2 separate regions of the Sus scrofa genome follow, and region 1 is linked to region 2. A link is a contact called in public Hi-C data. All regions are on one chromosome and are shown on one strand. Each heading gives the region's core, a stretch centred on a gene start, on an enhancer-like site or on the middle of the called end of the contact. The rest is flanking DNA. Distances are from core to core; before and after follow the strand shown. Region 1 has its middle 210 kb from the start of MIRLET7C. Region 2 has its middle 7.3 kb from the start of MIR99A.

Region 1 (4,987 bases), core at 96-2,595, 220 kb before region 2:
CTAATGGAAAATATGCTTTTCTCAGAAATGTCCTAAAACTTCTAATCCTTATATAAAAACAGTAGGTCATAATTCACCTAAAATTCACTAATACAATATAAGCATATAATAACTTAGCTCTGCCATTTTTTCACTCTAAAAAAATATCTCCCAAACTTTTATTCTGGAGTGCGTTATGGTTTCATTAACTACATTGTTGCCAATAACATTATAAGCTTCCCTCTTTGTTTCTAAATCCAATATAGCCATCCAGTTTACCCTTGAACAATGTTGGAGTGAGGGGCACTAACCCTCCTTGAAGTAAAAAATGCATGTATAGACTTACAGCCTGCCCTCAGATCCATGGTTCCACAACCATGGAACTACATATGCAAGCATCATATAGTACTGTAGTTCACATTTATTGAAAAAAAATACACATTATGAGAGGACCCATCCAGTTTAAACTTGTGTTGTTCAAGGGTCCACTGTATTTTCAATACACATCTGAGTGAACACGTTATAAAAATGTCCATCCAGATGAGGGTCAGAGAAAGATGGAGGAAAATACATAAAAGCCTGAGCCATTAAATGTCTACAGTTAACTTCTAAGACTACTGGCTTCTGTTTGCTCCAACTTACAAAGCTTAACTAATTTCATTATATGAATTTTTTTAATTGTGAGGAAAAATGAATTATTCTAAAACTTGAGCTTTTCCAAATATTTTTCCCATGAAGAACTAAATTCTTCTTGGAGGATACCAAAGAGTTAAAATTGAAAGACTAGTCAAGTCAGACTTTTTTTTTTTTCATGGAATTTTATCTAGGAAGTGAGATTTCAAATCAAAGAGATTCTCCATAATATTTAAGTCTATGCATTGTACTCTGCTGACAAAATGCTCTGTGGCCCTTAAGAATCCTCTGATGCTCACCCAAACAGACTGTTCACTTCACTATCTCTGGAAATACAAGTGTATTTAGAACTTTCTTTCTTAATTGCCCCTCATAAGTTTATTCCTTTTCTCATAATCACCAACATTATCCGCTGAACAATTGCGGTCAGTCTCTTCTTGGTGGCATTAAAAGGACCTAACATTTAATATTGGGGCAAACTAATTTCTTTTAGGTTACAAGTATATTGTGAAGCCTTGTCTTACGTCCCCATAAAAAAGTGCTATAAAAAGTACTCCTCTTTAGGTACTGTTTTCTGAATTTCAACAGCTTTTCTTTTCTTCTTCATAATTTCTTTTCATTGTAAACTTCAGTTATAAATCTGGTGACCAAGCAGAGTGTCTGTAACCAAAGTACAGAGTATCTGGTTCTCTTTCAAACAGACAAGAACATATTTCTCTTTGGAGTGATCAAAGGGAGAGGGCAGTTGGCAAATTTCAAAGCACGATTATGGGTTAAACATTATCCTATTCCCACTAAAGCCAACTGCTGAAAGAATTCATTGGCTGAGAAAGAGTCTCACTGTTACTGGATAATGTTTTTGTTTAATTTTATTTAACTGAACAGTTATAAAATACATTTCTTTCTTGTGGTTCCCAAATAATAAATTTGAAATATATATATATATATATATATGTATATATGTATACATACACAGATACAAACACATATATCAATGGCACAATGAAAACATTAAAACTTATAGTACATTTTCCAGGAACCAAATAGCTGGCATCCTGCTAAAGCATCCACATTTAGAATCACAGTTGGTCTGTGGTGATTCCCAACCAACAGCAAGTGCTAGCAGGTTTTCTTTCCAAATGCCCCTCATAAAAGGCAGATATAGGGCAACCCATAATTGTAGATCCCTGCCTGCCTTTTAAAAAAGAAGTATCTGGAAAGCACCAGGATAGCACCTATAGCAAAAATAGTAGTCACCCATCTAATTTATAAAATAAAAAAAAAAAAAAAAAAGCCTCCTAGTGAACTTCCAGATGAGTCAGTTACATCCCTCTTCAGCAGGCAGGCAGTTGACTTGCTTCTTCTTTTAGTTTTCTGGCAATATTTTACTTCCTTTCACAAGTCAGGGCACTTTCATGAATAGAAAAAAGAATAAAAGCACCCCAATTTCATTCTAATTTAGCCATTTTGGCTAAAAACAAACAAAAATGTAGAGAGTAAAAGAAGGTAGGCCTGGGATTGTTCTATTGAAATTCATTGACAATAGTTAGACAGTAAACTCACTCTGTGTCTGCTAAGAAAAATTAGTATTAGTTGCTTAAGGCATTTTGGTCAAGTAGCAAAACAGATCTCATTCCCACTGTGCAAAGCCTAGGCTTTGAAGCTATGGGAGCAACAACAAAACCTGAAATAATCTCTGCCCTTGATATATTTTAAAAGAGAGAAATCTCTATAGATGACAGTACATAGGAGAGGTTTTGCATGGTTGACCAGTTCTCTCAAGAACAGAAAAAAAGTGGAATAAAGCATAGACATCAATTACATTTAACCTGGACTAATGTCTTTGGAGTCAGAATAGCCTGAAATCAAATCCTGGGTAAACCCCATAGCAGCTGGCGTTGCCTTGGGGCCTGTTACTTAACTTCTCTAAGCCTCACTTTCTTTACCTCTTTACTGGGGATCAAAGGACACATTTCTCAGGGTGACTGTGAATATTATATTACTGGAGTAAAACAAATTTTGAGCTACATGTTTTACATTACTAACTTTGAGTTTAAGTTGTATAAACTTTTATGTTAAAATGGAGGTATTTTACTGAACTGGAACTGACAACATCTTAGTAAAAATTTAATAGCTACCATCATGATGGGAGTTTCCCTAAATGGCAACATTTCCCCAAATGCAACTTTTTCTGAGCTTAAATTGTCAAGTTATTTAAAAAGGTGCAGTTGGCTAATTTACACTAAAATTTAAAACCAAAACTTGAAAAATGTTTCAAGATGATTGAGTTTTGTCTGATTGTTGAGTTGGGTAATTTAAGGCTACCACAGAGTGCTAAACTGGAGACACAGGTAAGCAGTGCGTAATGCGTGCCAGTGACAGATGTTTGTAATCAAACTAAGCTAACTGCAACTTTCTGAATTTCCTGGATTTACTTTATTTGGAGAAAAAAAAAAAAGAAGTCTGAGACCTTGTTAAATGTGTGAGGATTATTTGGAGTACTATGAAAGGGCTAACAAAATGTAATGAAACTATGACATTGTAATTTGAATAAGTTATAGCTCAGCTGTGCCTGGATGTCTGTATATGGGTACTTAAAATTGCAAGCAATATTGTAAACTTTTTTATAGAATGTATAAAACATTGTTGTACATGATCTTCAGGGTAGGTGTTTCCAATTGTCTATTATGTTTCTTCTTGACATTTTTTTATACTAAACTTTTTGCAATCAGCTTTAGGAATTAGATTAATCAAGACAGAGCTATGAAATACCTGTATACAAATATTTAAGCTCCTCTAAAGAGTTAGAATTGAGTACTGGAACTTGCTGGGATAAAACAATATTAACAACAATGATGGGGAAAGTAAATCATAAAAGAAATAGGGGACTTGATTTATAGGAGTAAGTTTCTTTATATTCATTGTACTATCTGTGATAGGAAGTGGCTAGAAATGTTTTTTTCAGAGAGCTTGTTTCTACTAAAGATAGTGTACAGATTCATCTGATCCTTTACCAAAGAACCACTCCATGATGCTTTAGCCATCAGTCAAAAAGAAATACTATGTAAGCGTCATTCAGTATTAACATGCTCTACCCATGTATTGTCTAATTATAATCCTTATTAGCATACCACTTTTCCCCAAAGCTAGAATGGGATAAGAAACAGAGAAAGAGGAGGAGAATGACTAATGAAACATAAAAGTTCCTTTATGATTTATTTAAATAAAATCTAATCTTATAACAAAAAATTAAAGTTTCTAGATCTTTGGGGAACACCACCATTTAAACACATGGCTTAGAGTGACAATATGTAGCATGGGGGATAGAGCAAGAAAATCAATAAAATTAAAAAGATGAGAATGAATTTTTATATCTCATTAAGAAAAAGAAAGCAAATGACATAGAGAAACAGCAGTCCATGACTTTAACAACTGTCATCAAATACAGCACACTGCTTCTAGAATTACTCACCTGCCAATTTAGCACCAAGATGTTGATCTGTTGCACACCATTCCCCTGAAAGGGACAGAGGTTTTTTGCTTTTTTTAAAAACAATTATCTGGTAAAAACAGAAAAAGAGATCAATCTAAACTAGATTTCCAAACATCTACAGAGCTGATGGTGACAAGTTAAATATCAAAAGTTTGATTTTGGTCACAAGGAAGTAAGTAAATGTTTAAAGGCTTTGATTTGATGTTAATTTCAAATAGTGCTCCTTAACATTAAACATATAACATGTTGTACTATAAGGGACAAAATGACTCTAATGAGATGTGGACATATTCTGTTAATTTCAAAATAAGTGGAAATGTTGAACTATAAAGGTGTTCTCACAAAACTACATTAATATCTCCCTGTGAAATATAGATATAATTTTGTCTATATCTGTGTAGGTAAGGATGGATATTGTGAAAAGTAAACAAGCAAACTAGAAACATCAGAAACTTAGAAAATCAAGACAGTGCTCACCACTGGCGGCACGTGCAATGATCCTGTAGGAAACAGTCCAACCATATGTAACAAGGTGATGAATTCGCTGTTGTGGGAGAAAGATGACTGGTAGACTTGAACTAACCCACTGTCCTCCAAGGTGAAACTTCTGAATTGACATGGTTATTATACAGAGATGTCAAGGAAGTTAAATAAATGGAAGTGGGCATCATTTGAGCAGCTGTTAATAGATGTGCCAGTGACAAAAGGAGCCATGGGGAAAGAGCCAGTGGCAGAGGTGGAGAGGGAAAGAAGAGGCTATGGAAGTTCGATTCTTTACATGCTCAGTGGCCTCAAAGAAGTTTTAGGCTCCCAAGTGATTCATGGAAAGAAGTATAAGTAATTGCTGCTTCTGTGCTTTTTCTGGTTAGTAGGGAAATATGG
Region 2 (4,722 bases), core at 1,466-3,965:
TCTGAGTGAATGCAACAAGCCCAGGACGTTTGTTTTAGTCCCTTGCATTAAGATTGAAAAGCTCTTGAGTTTTGTCTTGCTTTTTATTACTTTCTGATTTTTATCTGGCACCAGTTTTGTACTACACGGCCACAATATCCTCCAGCAGCAGTGGGGATGCATTATTGCTTCAATCTCCGTCAAAGTGGTCCCCTGAGGGATGCCAGTTGTCTCTTCAACCGCGCACACCCCTGCAACTGGGTCCTGGGGTAATCCTCAGCAGTACCTAGCACAGCTGCTGTGCAAGTTTGCTAAGATTTGACTCATGGAAGAAGTGCTCTTTCTGTTCCTTCACCAGCTACAGTTTTCCTGTGTGGCGTGAAAGATCCCGTTGAAAGATACAAGGAATGTATCAACAGCTTCTAGGCAATCAAATGAAAGGGTTCCCTCACCTCAATGGATTTCCATTCTCACAGGCGACAGAAGTTCCCGTGGACAAACATTTCCATACTTTCTAACAAAAGTACAGTGAATGAAATCTTTCACCATTTCCTTAAGCAAAATCTATAGCTCAGTGGGAAAGCAAGTGCTATTAGTATTTAAGCGAAACATACTCAGTAGTACCAAAAAGAATTATGGTTGCCTTTCCTGCATTAAAAAATGCTTCAGTTTTTCTAAGATGGGGAATCTTTATAATTATCTTTGCACAATTTTAAAATTATATTCAGTGCCTTACAAAACTATGGATGAATGTTATCCCTCCTCCATGTACAGACACTCACATATAGACATATATATTGCACAATACCAGACAAAGACTGGAAAAGGTAATCAAACCATTACTTGCCTATAAAAAAATAAACAAAACCAAAAGAATTCAAGGATCTAGCAAATATCTTGGAAACGGTCTCTGGTCTTTTTTGAGTTATGGTCTTTGAGTCACTTTCTTGAGGAAGGATAGGAGTGAGTATGCATACACGCACATGCATGGAAACCATTCTGATGTTTTCCCCATATGTAATTCAGAATACAAACAATTCTAAACCATAAAATAAAAACTTACACATGTGCTGAAATTAAAAATTTGCTTTTTTTTTCTAGATTGCAAAATTGTGGATAAATTTTAGTACTGTCCTAAGCACATGCCTTGGAGTGCCTGGTGGGGGAACAAGCCCAGCCAACACATGTGCCCCATGCTTTAGCACAGCCAGAAGAAAGTAGATAAGTCCTCACAGAAAGAAAATGTTGTGTTCTCGTTCACTTATTCAGCAATTATTTAAGTAGGTGTATGTGGCCAGGCTGTGTGATAGACACAGGGGAACAGCAATGAGTCAAATGGACATGCCCCCAGGTGGGAGTCATTCAGGAAGAACTTTCAAGTAAGAAAAGCTCACTTCTTCACAGAAGTGTTGTGGGTCCTGAAGGAGCATTTATTGCTCATCAAGAAACACAATGATAAGAATAGGAAATTGGAAGAAAAGTAGATATTAAAAAATGGATTACAGATAGAGATGATTTCTGTCATCTTGCGTTTTTTTTTTTTTTTTTTTTTTTTTTGCTGTTTAGGGCTGCACTGGCAGCATATGGAAGTTATCAGGCTAGGGGTCAAATGAGAGCTACAGCTGCTGGCCTATGTCACAGCCACAGCAATGCAGGATCCGAGCTGCATCTGTGACCTACACCACAGTTCACTGTGTGAGACCAGGGATTGAACCCGCATCCTCATGGATATTAGTTGGATTTGTTTTCACTGTGCCACAACAGGAATTCCTGTCTTGCTATTTTAAAGTTTCTCTTTTTAATACAAAATATATTAATCAGTTTGTCATAATTATGTTTGATCCCTAAAAGTACCTCATGTGAAAAGTGTTATGTTGCTCTCCCAATTAAAAAGCAAAAACAAAAGCAGAAGACAGAGGAGATGTTCACTTCCAGAGAGATAGAGTAGGTGTAGTTTTACCCAAATCCTCCTAAGTACAACTCAAATCCCTGAACATTGCATATAATAAAACAAACATAGGGAGACTCTGAAAGATGGAGAGAAGATAATCCAGTTAGGGACCTCGGGACCCAAGGAACAATATGGTGGTAGGGTCCCTGGATTTTAAGTTTGCTTCACAAATTCAAAACTTGAAGCAGAAGAAGCCTGCCCCCCAGAGACAGAAACCAGTGCAGACCAAAAAAATCTCCAAAAAGCCCCAATCAGGAATGCAGCAGGCTAGAAAGACAGAAAGCACTAGGACAATACCACTTTTTTCCAGTCAAACACCCACCCCATACCTGCAAAGTCAGAGCAGGGTACCTAGCACCATGCTTGTTAGGCTAGAGCAAAATATCCCAACCTCCTCTACCCAACCTCAGGGCAGTATAGGAAAGTCAGAGAGGAGGATTGGACCTTTCAGCCTTGTCAGGGGATAACAGGGTCCCTTCCCCTGCCAACATGCAGCATCAGTGGAGACTTTATGGAGTTCTGGACATCCACCCCAACTCAAAAGTAATGAGGTATTCTTCTTCTTCCTGCTAAGATGTCAGACAAGAGAGGGCTAGCAGAGACTCAGGACATTAGAAAATGTCCAGTAGTCACGACACAACGCCGCTATTCCCCCAACCTTTAGGCCGGAAAATGTCATTAAGGGAGTAGTAACAAATCACTCCAGTCCTTCCTCTCTAGGAAGGCATTGGTGAAGGCCTGCAGGGAAACAGGGACTCTGATCCCCTCCCTGCAGTAACAACCTGGACTTCCACCTACACCTGGCAGTGACAAGACTGTGCTGCCCTTTCCCTGCTGGATTAGTGTCAGAGGAAGCTACTTAAAACAGAAAGTTTAAATGAGATCTAGTGTCTCAGAGCATGATACCCAAATGTCAAGGTTTCAGTTGAGAATGGTTTGCTATACAGCAAAGCAGGAAGATCTCAAACTGAATGTAAAAAGACAGAGTGCATGTGAGCACTAAGAAGAGAGAGATGTCGAAACTGCCTCACAAAGTTTTTAAAGCAGCCATCATGAAAATGCTTCAATGAGGAATTAGGAATACGGTTGAAATCAACTTTTAAAAAATTAAAAGTCTTAGCAAGTAAATAGAATATAAAGAATAACCAGATGGAAATTTTAGAACTGGAAAATGTATTTAGCTGAAGTTTAAAAAAAAAAAAAAAGAAAAAAGAGGGACAGAGGAAAGAATCAGTGAATTAGAAGCTAGACAATAGAAATAACCCAATCTGAACCAATCAAAGCAAATATACTTTTAAAAAAATTAGGTAACAGAGACTTAGGCAACTATGGAACTATAAGAAAAGAGAAAATATTTTGCCACTGGAGTCCCAGAAAGAGAGAATAAAGAGGGCAAGGTATAAAACATGGTCAAAGAAATAATGGCTGGAAACTCCCCAAATTTAGCAGAAGGCATACAGACTCAAGAAGCTAAGCAAACCACAAGCAGGAAATACCCAAAGAAATCCACACCAAAACACATCTTAGTCAAACTTCTGAAAACTAAAGACAAAGAAAAAATCTTGAAAGCAGCAAGAGAAAAACAGAACCTTACCTATACAGGAAAAACAATTCTGACAAGTGAGTTTTTCATCAGAAACCACTGTTGCCTGAAGGAAGGGCCACAACATTTATAAGGGTTGAAAGAAAAAGAACTGTTAACCCAGGATCCTATGTCTATGGAAAATATCCTCTAGGAATGAAGGAGAAATCAAAACACTATCTGACGAAATAACACTCTGGTAATTTTCAACAGTAAGCCTACCCTAAAAGAATGGGTAAGGGAAGTTGTCCAAACAGAAAGGAAATGATAAAAGAAGGACTTTGGAATTTTAGAAAGGAAGAAAGAATTCAATAACAAAAATATGAGTAAAAATAGTAGACTTTCCTTCTCTGGAGTTTTCTAAATTTTGCTTGATGGTAGAAATAAAAATTTAGCACTATCTGATGTAGTTATTAAAAGTATGTAGAGGAAACATTTAAGAGAATTTATAAGTGGATAAAGGTACAAAACAAAGGAGGCAATGTTTACATATTTCACCTGAACTAGCAAAATGAAGACACCAGTAAGTAGTCTGTGATAAGTTATGTGTATATAATTTAATATATAAAGCAACTAAAACTATGTCAAAAACTACACAAAGAAATACACTGAAAAACACTAGGTATGTCAAAATTCTAAAAATTGTTCAAGTAACCCACAGGAAGGTAAAAGAAATGAAAATCAGAGAGAAAAAAATAGAAAACATAACAAAATGGTAGGCTCAAATCATAACATATCAATAACTAAATTAAATGTAAATTGTCAGAATGTACCAATTAAAATGAAGAGATCTGTATGGTGGAGTTAAAAAAAATGGCTCACTTATATGCTATCTACAAGGAATTCAATTAAAACATGTTAATATAAAATACACTAGTTGAAAGTAAAATGTTGGAAACAATATATATCATGCAAAATCAAAGACAATGATATTAAAATAAAAAAGACTTGAAAGTAAAAAAAAAAAAAAATCCCAGAGACAAACATCTTAAAATGATTAAAAAATAGATAATTTAACAAGAAGATGTCACAATCCTGCATGTGTATACACCAAACAAAAAACAGCTGCAAACTGTGTAGCATGAAGGCCAATAAAATAAAAAAAATCAGACAAATTCATGACTAAAGCTGTAAACTTCAACACACCTCTCTCAACAATTAATAGAACTAGACAGAAAATTAGCACAGATATAGAAATCATCATCATCAA

Evidence for each region. A called contact is a pair of places that touch in the nucleus more often than the background predicts.
Region 1: a contact with region 2 is called in a Hi-C map of liver, with 5 times the contacts expected there. The contact joins two enhancer-like sites. A contact is called at or near these places in 3 of 47 Hi-C or Micro-C datasets (liver and skeletal muscle).

Annotation. Positions count from the first base shown.
Region 1 is chr13:181,508,804-181,513,790 of Sscrofa11.1, reverse strand. No RefSeq gene overlaps it. Among named protein-coding and RNA genes, the nearest start is that of MIRLET7C, 210 kb to the right of the region's middle. Within about 2 kb of position 1,345, at least 1 of the 83 cell types and tissues checked has an H3K27ac peak or open chromatin away from gene starts, as enhancers often do. A contact at or near this core is called in liver, where this site is marked.
Region 2 is chr13:181,292,869-181,297,590 of Sscrofa11.1, reverse strand. It overlaps a transcript of LOC106508546 not described here. Among named protein-coding and RNA genes, the nearest start is that of MIR99A, 7.3 kb to the left of the region's middle. Within about 2 kb of position 2,715, at least 4 of the 83 cell types and tissues checked have an H3K27ac peak or open chromatin away from gene starts, as enhancers often do. A contact at or near this core is called in liver, where this site is marked.